Regions from separate parts of the Mus musculus genome. Here region 2 is linked to region 1. A link is a contact called in public HiCAR-type data. All regions are on one chromosome and are shown on one strand. The core of a region is the stretch at or near the end of the contact, and the rest is flanking DNA. Distances in the headings are between cores, read along the strand shown. Region 1 holds the start of Mdh1 (malate dehydrogenase 1, NAD (soluble)). Region 2 holds the start of Pus10 (pseudouridylate synthase 10).

The links. HiCAR-type assays count read pairs that join an accessible place to other places.
Region 2: a HiCAR-type map of astrocytes shows a contact between it and region 1, with 3 times the contacts expected there. The contact joins the promoter of Pus10 here to the promoter of Mdh1 in region 1. A contact is called at or near these places in 3 of 39 promoter capture datasets (the C10 cell line, hippocampal neurons and liver) and 1 of 115 datasets of contacts at active chromatin or transcription factors (astrocytes).

What each region holds. Positions count from the first base shown.
Region 1 is chr11:21,568,670-21,574,098 of GRCm38.p6, forward strand. It overlaps Mdh1 (malate dehydrogenase 1, NAD (soluble)), which reads right to left and starts at 3,265. Exons shown (of 9, transcript NM_008618.3): 1 at 3,061-3,265. The coding sequence starts at 3,063. It overlaps Wdpcp (WD repeat containing planar cell polarity effector), which reads left to right and starts at 3,612. Exons shown (of 18, transcript NM_145425.3): 1 at 3,612-3,701.
Region 2 is chr11:23,662,865-23,667,772 of GRCm38.p6, forward strand. Pus10 (pseudouridylate synthase 10) reads left to right here and starts at 3,128. Exons shown (of 18, transcript NM_028304.3): 1 at 3,128-3,589; 2 at 4,414-4,550. The coding sequence starts at 4,425. Pex13 (peroxisomal biogenesis factor 13) reads right to left here and starts at 3,019. Exons shown (of 4, transcript NM_023651.5): 1 at 2,883-3,019. The coding sequence starts at 2,980.

The DNA of each region.
Region 1 (5,429 bases), core at 2,015-4,514:
TAAGAAATGAGAAGGGAGAGGCTGTTCCCTATCCTCTGGGTTTTGCCTATTTCTCAATCTTCCTACAATCTGAATTCTAGCCACTGTTACATCCCACCAGGTAGATAAAAACAGGTACACAGCTGGAACTCAAATACTTGCTTAAGAAGTAGCTCCATTGCCTAAGTAAGCTTCCACAAAGACTGAAATGCACACAGCTGGAAGGAGAGTGAATGAATGTGCTTTTTAAAAGTGAAGGTGTTTCAGCCAGGCAGTGGAGTACACACCTTTAACCCCAGCAGTTATATATCTACACATCTGTCATCTAGGCTAGAGTGTGAGGTTCTCCTCAGAGCAGTTTTCCTTTGACTAAAATTTGTGCTCTTCATACAGGTTTCAATGTAAACTGTCATGTAAATGAATAACATAAGGGTGAAGCTAAAAGGTAGTCAAAAAAAAAAAAAAAAAAAAAAGATAAAACAAAAACAAAAGCACACTGCCACCAGGCATGGTGACGTGTGGCGGCAATCCTAGGGCTGATAGGGGAACAGGAAGTTGAGATTTCTAAGAGTAAGGCCGGTGTGGGCTACTGTGAGACTCTAAAACAACAAAAGATCACCACTGCCCAAAGCCCCCAAGTTCAACTTGAACAACGTGAGGGAAGCTGGGTAAGAACGGAGGGGAAAGTGCCAATCTCCTCTTAAAGTTCAACCTAGTCTAGCTGATGGCCAGGACAGTATTATGTAGCCATTTATTAAAAACGTGTTCCCAGTATCACAGCCTGTAGTGAAGAGGCTGTGGCCAAGAATCAACAGTTAATTCTATCCTAGCAGTTTCCTTCTGTGCCTGGTGACTTCCGGCTTAAGGGGTTACCTTAGTATTTGAAGGTCTGATGATGAAGTAGGTAAAGGAGACACCAGTTTGGTTCCTCCTGCTTTCCTGAGATACTGCAGTTGAGAAGCAGGGGGGAGGAGAGCCTCACTGACTTGTCACACACAGTGTAACAGTGCCAGTGTGGGTTACTATTCTCTGCTCAGATATCTGGGCATGTTGCCAACACCCAAAAAGGAATGGCTTCTCTCTTGCGGGGCATTAATGACCTTCCTGCGGTTACAGGCTGCTTTGAGAATGTATTGTTTAGTTGTAAAGCTTTAAGTTTTCCCTCTGTTATTCCCCAGAATAGCATTCTCTTTTTACTTTCTATTTGCACATTTTTCTGCAATATAAAAGACAAACAGTATCATTCAGATTCCTCTAGGTGTCCTTAGCTGATTCCCCTATGGACAATGACAGAGTTCCTTTTAAAAAGGATTTGAATTGTCAAAAAAAAAAAAAAAAGGACAGCTTTTTTTTTCTTTCTTTCTTTTTTTTTTTTTTTTTTTTTTCTTTTCTTTTTTTATGAGACAGGGTCTCCCTGTGCAGCCCTGGCTGGCCTGGAACTTAGTATGTAGTCCAAGCTGGTTTTGAAATCACAGAGCCTCCCAAGAGCTGGGATTTAGGACGTGTACCACCACGGTGACTGGAACTGACAGGTCTTTTCTAAAGCAGCAATTTGCTTGCATCCTCTTCCCAGGAGGCAAGATGGTTATGAATCATGTGAGACTGCAACATCACAGAACTCTTCTACCTGGAACAACTCATGTCTTCTGGCCCAGATGTGACCTTCTAAGGGTGAGGCCAGTTCCATCTAGTGAATAACAAACTCTACACTCTAACTAGGGGCCCTGGATCTCTCTGACCTTGGGAAATCAAGGACCATGACAGGCTGTTTTAAGATTAGATGAAACAATCCTTAAATGCCCCTTTAACTTCAGAATTTCAACACTCTGAATGACATGTAACAAAGCTATCAGATGTTACATGCTGATTCTGTGGACTTATTTCCTAAAGGGGATTATGAAGTGATTTGCCAAACACATAATACAATCCTGGTAAATGGGAAGAACAAGAGACCCTAGGTGCAAGCCTTATGACCTTGAGCAACTCGCATTCTGAGTCTCAACAAATTAAATTTTAGTATTTAAAGTGGGGTTTTGGATAAGATGATTGTAAAAAGGTTTTCATATAGGCCTAACAGCCTAAAGTCTGAAGTTCTTGGATAACTAGTGCCACTTTATTACTAAAATTATTAAGACAGAGACTGCTTAAGCCATAATTTAAATAACTACTTATGTGTCAAAATAACTAGGCAACAATGACTGGAAATTAGTAATTATTCCCTTAGGGTTTCTTATAGAGATTGAGGGAGTTTTTGTCCTTGTTTGAAAACATGTCTCCTTGGGTTCTGTGAAATTTCCAATTCATCCAAAAATTTTCAATTCATCTCACATTTCCCATCTTGATATTAAAGGACAACACGTATTTTTAAAATGTAAATTTCAAAGTACTTAGCAATTTCCAGTCTGGTGGCAAATGTCACCTTCAAACAGCATGAAGATTAGTCCTACGTCAGAGCTCTCTTTCACGTCACCCCCCTCCGCCCGCTGAGGACAAGATAGATCTAGAGCTTCAACAAGATGGTTACGTTACATCTGCAAGGAGGCCTTCAGAATTTATGACAGAGTAGTAAAGAATATCGGCACTGTTTGACTAGCGATGCTAGTCCTGTCATTACAAACGGAGATCAAGAATAGGTTTTCAGTAACATTTGTTTTCTTTTAAATCAAATATGGTGGAAACATGTCTCCTGAAAACTGGGATCATAACCTGGAGCACTACCGGTAAATCAACATCAGAGGCCTATTCTTTCCAAGAGCTTAAGAGGCAAAATAGTGTTAGGACCTAATTCTTCCCCTCCCATAATTCTCATCCCCCACAACAAATCCTTTAAGGTCCTTCGGAGAAAATTTTGTCCCTCCTGCGCAAGGACTGAGACCCGACTTTCCAAGGACAGTGATTTCTCTAGAGTCCTTGCGAACCCCTTTCCAGTATCTGGGTTACTGCGACAGTCGTGAGAATGAGTCAGATTTTGCAAACCGCGCGGAGGACAGCTCCCGGCATTACTGCTTTTTAAAAGCGCATCAAGCGCAGGAGGAGGCCGAGAGGCCGGAGCTGCTGCAGGTTCCAGGAGCCCACACTCACCATTATTGCAAACTGCAAGGCCGATCTCTGCACCTGCAAAAGGCAGTCTCCAGCAGTCAGGTCACCTCTACAGCGGAACAGACTCTGGGAGAGAACGCGGGGCTGGCCCGCAAAGGTTCGGCTGGAGACACGGCCCTTTCTGGGAAGTGTAGTTCTTCCGGCGACCTCTGGCGCCCACCTTCGTGCATTCCTGACAGTGCTAAACTACAATTCCCCCAAACCCCTTCTTCCTACGCGCCTCGCTGCAAAGTAGTCCCGGGGCTGAGCCTCGGTGATTGGAGCGCGTCTGTGAGCAGAGGGTTGGTGCTTTGAGTGAGGCGCCTGCCTGATGGCGCTCAGCAATTGGCAGGAGAGGAGGCGTTAACTCGAGGGAGGAGAAACGACCCCTGAGCGACAGCACACGTCGCTCCACCGAGAATCTATCCTCCCCCAAGACTAAACAAGGGCGGCTAAGAGACCTTCCGTTGCTTAAAGCCCGCTCGACCCGGAAACAAAACCTTTTAAAAACTCTCTCAGAGGCGGGAGGAATTGACGCTTGCGGAAGAACGGGCAGCTTCACCGTTGCTAGGCGACGAGGCAGCCTCACCTGAGCGCTCTCCAGACCAAGAGCTTGTGGAGCTGTGTTCTCACGTCCCAGGCTGGTGAGCTCGGCCCCGAGGGTTTTTATCTGGGGGTCAGAACAGGGTGCGGCACTGATGCGCGTATCCTGAATCCGAAGCCGGTGGTTGTGGGCGACCTCCGGAGTCCCCTGTTAGTGTCAGGAGCGTGTGGATGCCACAGTTTTCAGGAGGGACGAAGAGTGTCTTGCAGTTTGAGTCAGTGTAACTTTTCCAAAGTAAAGTCAGAAAGTTTTGTTTGTGGAGTGAGCCCCTTCCTTGTGTTTACTTGTGGTGTACCGATCTAATTTTCTTTGCCGACTGTGAATATTGACACTTTTTGCTCATTCTCTTTTTGGAAACCTGTTACTTCCAGGGGAAGTTGGGAGACACTGATTGTTTCAGGCGAAATGTTAGCAGCTAAAACATCTCAAGAGGCTTTCATTTAAAATGAAAGTTGTTAAGGGAAATCTGTATTCTCCGTTTGTTGTACGGATATTCGAAAACATGTGCCTTGGAACAGACCAATGAATATGCTCTTGGTCTAACGTCAGAATTTTCTGTCACTATTAAATGGATGGTGGATGGCTTCAGTTTTGTTTTTGGAAGATTTAGTATTTGGAGAGAGAAATATGATGCCTTAGTCAGGGCTTCTATTTCTGCGATGAAACACCATGACCAAAAGCAGGTTAGGGGAAAGGATTTATTTGGCCTACTCTTCCACATTTTGGCCCATCATTCGAGGAACTCAGAATAAGTAGGAATATGGAGGGCATGAGCTGTTGCAGAGACCATGGAGGAGTGCTGCTTATTGGTTTGTTCCTCATGGCTTGCTAAGTCTGCTTCTTTATAGAACCCAGGACCACCAGCCCAGAGATGGCAGCACCCATAAAGGACTGGGCTCTTCCCCATCAATCTGTAATTAAGAAAATGCCCTATGGGCTTGTCTACAGCCCGATCTTTATGGTGGAAGCATTTTTCTTTTCAATTGAGAATTCCTCTTAACTTAAGACTGACTGTAGCTTGTGTCTGGTTGACATAAAACTAGCCACTTCTGGGTCCAATAGCATTTAGGTTTCAATAGACTGTAGGGTACTTGAATGACTCCTAGAATCACTTTATTCATTTGATGCCTTAATTTTGTTCTTGAGCACTGATCTTTTTATAATGGAATGCTTCCTGTGTCTCTGTCCACATTTAGTTCATTTGTGGGTTGCATTTCTAAATGTTACCTCTGTGTCAGGGACTCTCAAATTCCAGGGCATGTCTCTGTAGTTTCTGTTTCTTCTTGGTTTTCTAATAGGCATTAGTTCTGTTACTTTATAGTACTTCCTACTGAACAACCATATGTGCAAATATCACACTCTAGAGATAGCATGACTTGCCTCCAGTTTCACTTGATGGTTGAGGGAGAGATTACAGGATTTTCAAGTGAAGAGAGAAGGGCTGGAGCTGATTTGATAGTGATTGTTCTAATCTGCTCTGGGACTTTAGGATAGCAGTTTTAGTTACTGCCTTTCAGGAACCACTGTAGCATGAAACAAAACTCTGTAATTCCTAATGGTAACATGGTGGTCTGGTGAGTAATTGTTGAAAGATGTGCTCTGTTTTGGTGGGCTGGTTAGTTTTCATCAGTTTAACACAAACTTGAGTCACTGAGAGGGAGAGAATCTCCCGAGTTCTGGGATTAAAGGCGTGTGCCACCACTATTGCTGGCTGTTTTAGGGTTATTATTGCAGTAACTTAGGGAGGAAAGGGTCTTTTTGGCTCATG
Region 2 (4,908 bases), core at 1,878-4,377, 2.1 Mb after region 1:
CATGGAGACATGTTTCTATACTCCAGAGATGAGGAAACAGGAGGTTCCCAGGGTCTCGCCTGCAAACAGTCCAGTCTAGGCTAGTCCCAGGTTCAGTGAGACCCTACCTCAAAATTTAAGGTGTAAGGTAGACAGTGACAGGGGAGGACGCCTGAGGTTGACCTTTGGCCTCTAGACACAGATCTGTGAGCGTACTAACCGCCCCCCTCTCCCGGCCCTGCACCTTAGCCAGGTAGTATTGTCATTCATGCCTGTAACCTGGGAGGCTGAGAAAAGAGGATCTTGAGTACGAAGTCAACCTGGGCAATCTAGCTAGACTGTGTCAAAGATACAAAAGAAAAAGAAAAAGGAAAAGGAAAAGAAAAAAAACAAAGAAAAGGAAAAAGAAAAAAAAAGGACAAAAATTAAAAAGAGGGGAGTATAAAGAGACAACAAACAAGCAATATTTTAAGACAAAAAAAAAAAAAGCTGAAAAATTTCTGAAATTCATGAAAGATACCAAAGTCAGACCTAAGTATTCCTACAACTCCTACTCAGAATAAAAATGCATATAGAAGCCTAAAGTAGTTCAATGCTGAAAAACAACCAACCAACCAACCTACGTCAAACAATCAGAAAAATAGTGAAAGCAGCTGGCAGTGGTTCAGGGTGGGGACATTTTTAGGCAAGAATAAGAAATGACTGAAATTATCAAAAAGCTACCAAAAGCAAAAAGCCAGGAACAAAATTAGGTCTCTTGATGTTAAGACAGATGATCTCTAGATTCCTTGCTAACAACAGTAGGCATTTTTACAGTTCAAAGCACATTAGATAATGCTTCTTGTACCAGATACAATGTTTAGAGGTTCTTAGCCTGTGGTCATAACCCTCTTGGCAACCTTTTATCTCCAAAAATATTTACATTATGATTCCTAACAGTAGCAAAATTATATTTATGAAGTAGCAACAAAAATAATTTTATGATTGAGGTCACCATAACATGAAAAACTGTATTAAAGGGTTGTAGCATTAGGAAGATTGAGAACCACTGGTTTGAAGATGAGTGTTCAAACAATATTTAAAGGTATAATTATGTTAAAAACTTTGGTGAGTTAAGAAAAATTCAGAAGGCGATTGCCTGTAAGTCCCAACACTGCGGAAGTTTAGGTAGAAAGACCACTGGGAGCTCAAGGCTACCCTGTCTCTCTGGCAAGACATCTGTCTAGGAAGAAAGAAAGAAAGACACACAGAAAGAAAGGAATAAAAGACAGAAAAAAAAAGAGAAATGAATAAGTGATTTCTTAAATACTTTGAGTACTGCATACTGTAGGTACTGAAATGGATGGAAAAATACAGATTATACGTGTATAGTTATATCACAGAGGACCTAGGTATTATATAAAATCTTTTTTTTCTTTTTTTTGGTTTATTTATTTTATTTTCAATATATAGCTATCTTCAGACACACCAGAAGAAGGCATTGGATCTCATGCCTTCTTGGATCACAACTCATGGTTGTGAGCCACCATGCTGTTGCTGGGAATTGAACTCCAGACCTCTGGAAGAGCAGTCAGTGCTCTTAACTGCTGAGTCATCTTTCCAGCCAGCCCCAATAAAATCTTAAAGAGAAAAATCATCTACCTAAAGAAATAAAATGTTAACTTTTCAATAAAAAAATTTTCAGTGCAAAATTTTCTCATTAAAAAACTGATATAAAGACAAAAGTATAATTTAAAAAAGGAATCCAATATCACATAGGAACATAAATCTTAAAATAATACAGAATCCAGGACAGTATATTAAAAAAAGGAAGCTAAGTAGGTTCATTTAAAAATGCAAGATAAGTTCAACATTAATGGAATAACCCATAATTGCATACCATTAGTAAAACAAATATAAACAGGTACAGAAAACAATCATAAAATTTAAGGCACATACAACAAAACAACAACAAACCCAGAAGGCTAAGTAATGTTCAGAGAAGTTTAACGGGATAGCAAAGAACACACTTAGAAACATTCTAATGAAAGTATCACCAATAAGTGTTGCTTTAACACGAAAAATACAGCTTATCACTCTAATTGTATCTATTAGTTACTGTGCCCAAGTGTTTTAGTACTTTTAAAAGAGCACCAGATTTTCCAATAAGAGAAAAGTACTCCAACGTACAGAGATTTTTACGCGCCAGGAAAACGTACAAACTTGCTCTGAAATCATGTCGCCTGGATTAAGGTATCTATTTATCCAAAGAAAACACAGGTTCCTGAAACTCTAATTCTGTTTTAAATTTTTAAAAGTTGCAGACCCATTTGTTACTGATTTAAATCAAAGCAAATAAAAACTTTATAGGCCTTAGACGACAGTCACACACACAATTTTGTACACAAAGGCTACCCACAGACCTCGAATTCCTGTCTTAGAATTCTTTCAACCCTCAACCTAAACGTTAAGTTATGCTAGAAAAGAAAGCCAAGGGTAAGAGCTTGGATTCCATGTTGCGTAAACGTGACCTTTGGGTCGTTCAACCAACTTCTGGAGAGGCTGTAAAGCTTTTCCATGACTTTTGCTCTCTATCCTTGTCCTGGCTGGGCCAACGTCGCGCTCGGCAGCAGACCCAAGCTCGTCGCTTTGAAGCGGGTCAGGCTGTCCCGCCCCCCCATGTCCCGCAAAAGCGAAAAGGCAGGGAAGCGCCGCTTTTCTTTCTAGCTCCTGCATCCGTGGGGCCGGCGGGGCGCCCGGGGGAAGAACGGGCGGTCGTACAGCCAGCAGACTCCAGACCCGCTCTGCACTCGCCCCGGGCCGGCAGCGGGAAGCGACGCCTCCCCCCAATAACGGCTTCAACCGCCTCCTGCCAAGTCCCCGCTCTGGCCTCCAAAGTCGCGGCCCAAACACCTCACACTCACTGGTAAGTGGGGCCGGGGCCGGAGCCCGGCCCGGGGCCGGCCCCGGGAATTCTGCGAGACTCCCAGGGTTTGGGGGGCGGCGGCGGCTGGGAGGCCATCTCTCCGCCAGCTCCGCTCCGGCTCAGGGAAGCGACTGCGACGGCTGGGTGAAGGAGCGCCTCGCTTGCCAGGCACGACAGGCAGAACACCGAGCCCTCCGCCCCGCCCACGCCTGACGTCAGGCCAAGGCGTGTGGTCAGGCGAAGCTGGAGGAAGGAGGAAGGGAACAGCTAATTTGCTGGGGTGTGGGAGGGGGTCGGGAGTCGGGAGAGCGGGACGTCCCTCTTTCTTTTCCCTAGTCTGGGTTTCAAATTTGAGTAGGGGCTCATCGACGTTTCTGGCAGCAGCTACTACGACCTAGGTGCCGAGTCCGTCGGAGGCTCCTTTGCCGGCCGACCCTTTAAGGCTAGCAGTAAAGCCCCTCGCAGTCTTTCGTTCGTAGAGCTAGGGGGAGTGCAGGCTGCCAGGCGGACAGCCTTACAGGTCACCGTGTAAGACGAGGGGGTTCCTGCATTCCTCTCGTGAGGGGCCTGGTACTTTCGTTGTAAAGCTCTGGTTTTCTTGGGGAACACAACGGCTGAGCGCAGTAGGTGCGCTGTCTTTACTCTTCCCCGTTCCCACCCAGGGCCGAAAAGGGTTAAGACTCGGCTGCGGCATCTTGGGAGAAGGTAAGGCCTAGGAAGTACGAGGTGAGGGGTTAGGGACTGGGTGTCGAAGAGGCGTAGCTGCAGTCCCTTTTGTTTGTTAGTCAGGTGGAGTGAGTGGTAAGTTTCTAGAACCTCAGCACATAGAGTTAAGGGCTTGTTTGGCCAGAACAGAGCTTTCCCCTTACCTTTCCCCTACTCCCATGCCAGAGGACGAACTATGCCTGTGCAGGAGGAAATGCATTAAAAAAGATCTTATGGTGTGAAACTCAAGACTGTTTCAGCTACCCCCCTCTCCCCCGCTGGCTTTGATTCTCTATTTAGCCTAGGTTAGCTTTGAACTCATGGAGATCTTCTTGTTTCTTGTGTACTGAAATTATAAGCGTGAGCGCTTACACCTGGCAAGAAGATGCATTTTTACATAATTATTTCCAACTCCTCATAGACTCTTTACTTAACATTAAATTAATAGGTTAAGTGAACTGATAGACGGGATTATGAAACTGAAATAAATACTTGGCCACATGGAGTTTCTTGATTTTTTTTTCTTTAATAGAGTATATTCCCATATTGTAAGTACTTCCTTGAAAGGTTTACACAGGCAACCCTGAGTGGTCCCAAGTCCCGGAATCGGAAAGTTTTTAATGTCATGTCCAGAGCAAGCTTGTCTTTCTTTGTTCCTCTCCCCTGTAATCCACATACTCACTTAGTCAAGTTCATATTTTAGAATATAGATATGACAAGCAGTATTTGAAGGGTACAAAATAGAATTTTTCAAATGAAAGCTTTTCTTTTTAAGGACATAAATACAGCACGTAGCTGTAGAATACTGAAAGTGCTCATTTTAGTTTCTTCTAGTATGCTTCCACTGACTGAGGAGAACAAGCACGTGGCACAGCTGTTGTTCAGTTCTGGCACCTGTCCAAGATGCATCTTAAGATTCTGTGGTGTGGATCTTCCCGCACCTTACAAACACCCATCCAAGGTATATTCTTTTTAAATTAAAGAATGTTTTTTTATAGTTTGGAATGAATGTCACTAGCTTTGAGTCCTGTGAGTAACATATAATTCCACTAAAAAAGGAAGATTATCAGCTATTGGATGGGTCACACGGCCCCCAATGGAGGAGCTAGAGAAAGTACCCAAGGAGCTAAAGGGAACTGCAACCCTATATGTGGAACAACAATATGAACTAACCAGTACCCCGGAGCTCTTGTCTCTAGCTGCCTATGTATCAAAAGATGGCCTAGTCAGCCATCACTGGAAAGAGAGGCCCTTTGGACTTGCAAACTTTATATGCCCCAGTACAGGGGAACGCCAGGGCCAAAAAGGGGAAGTGGGTG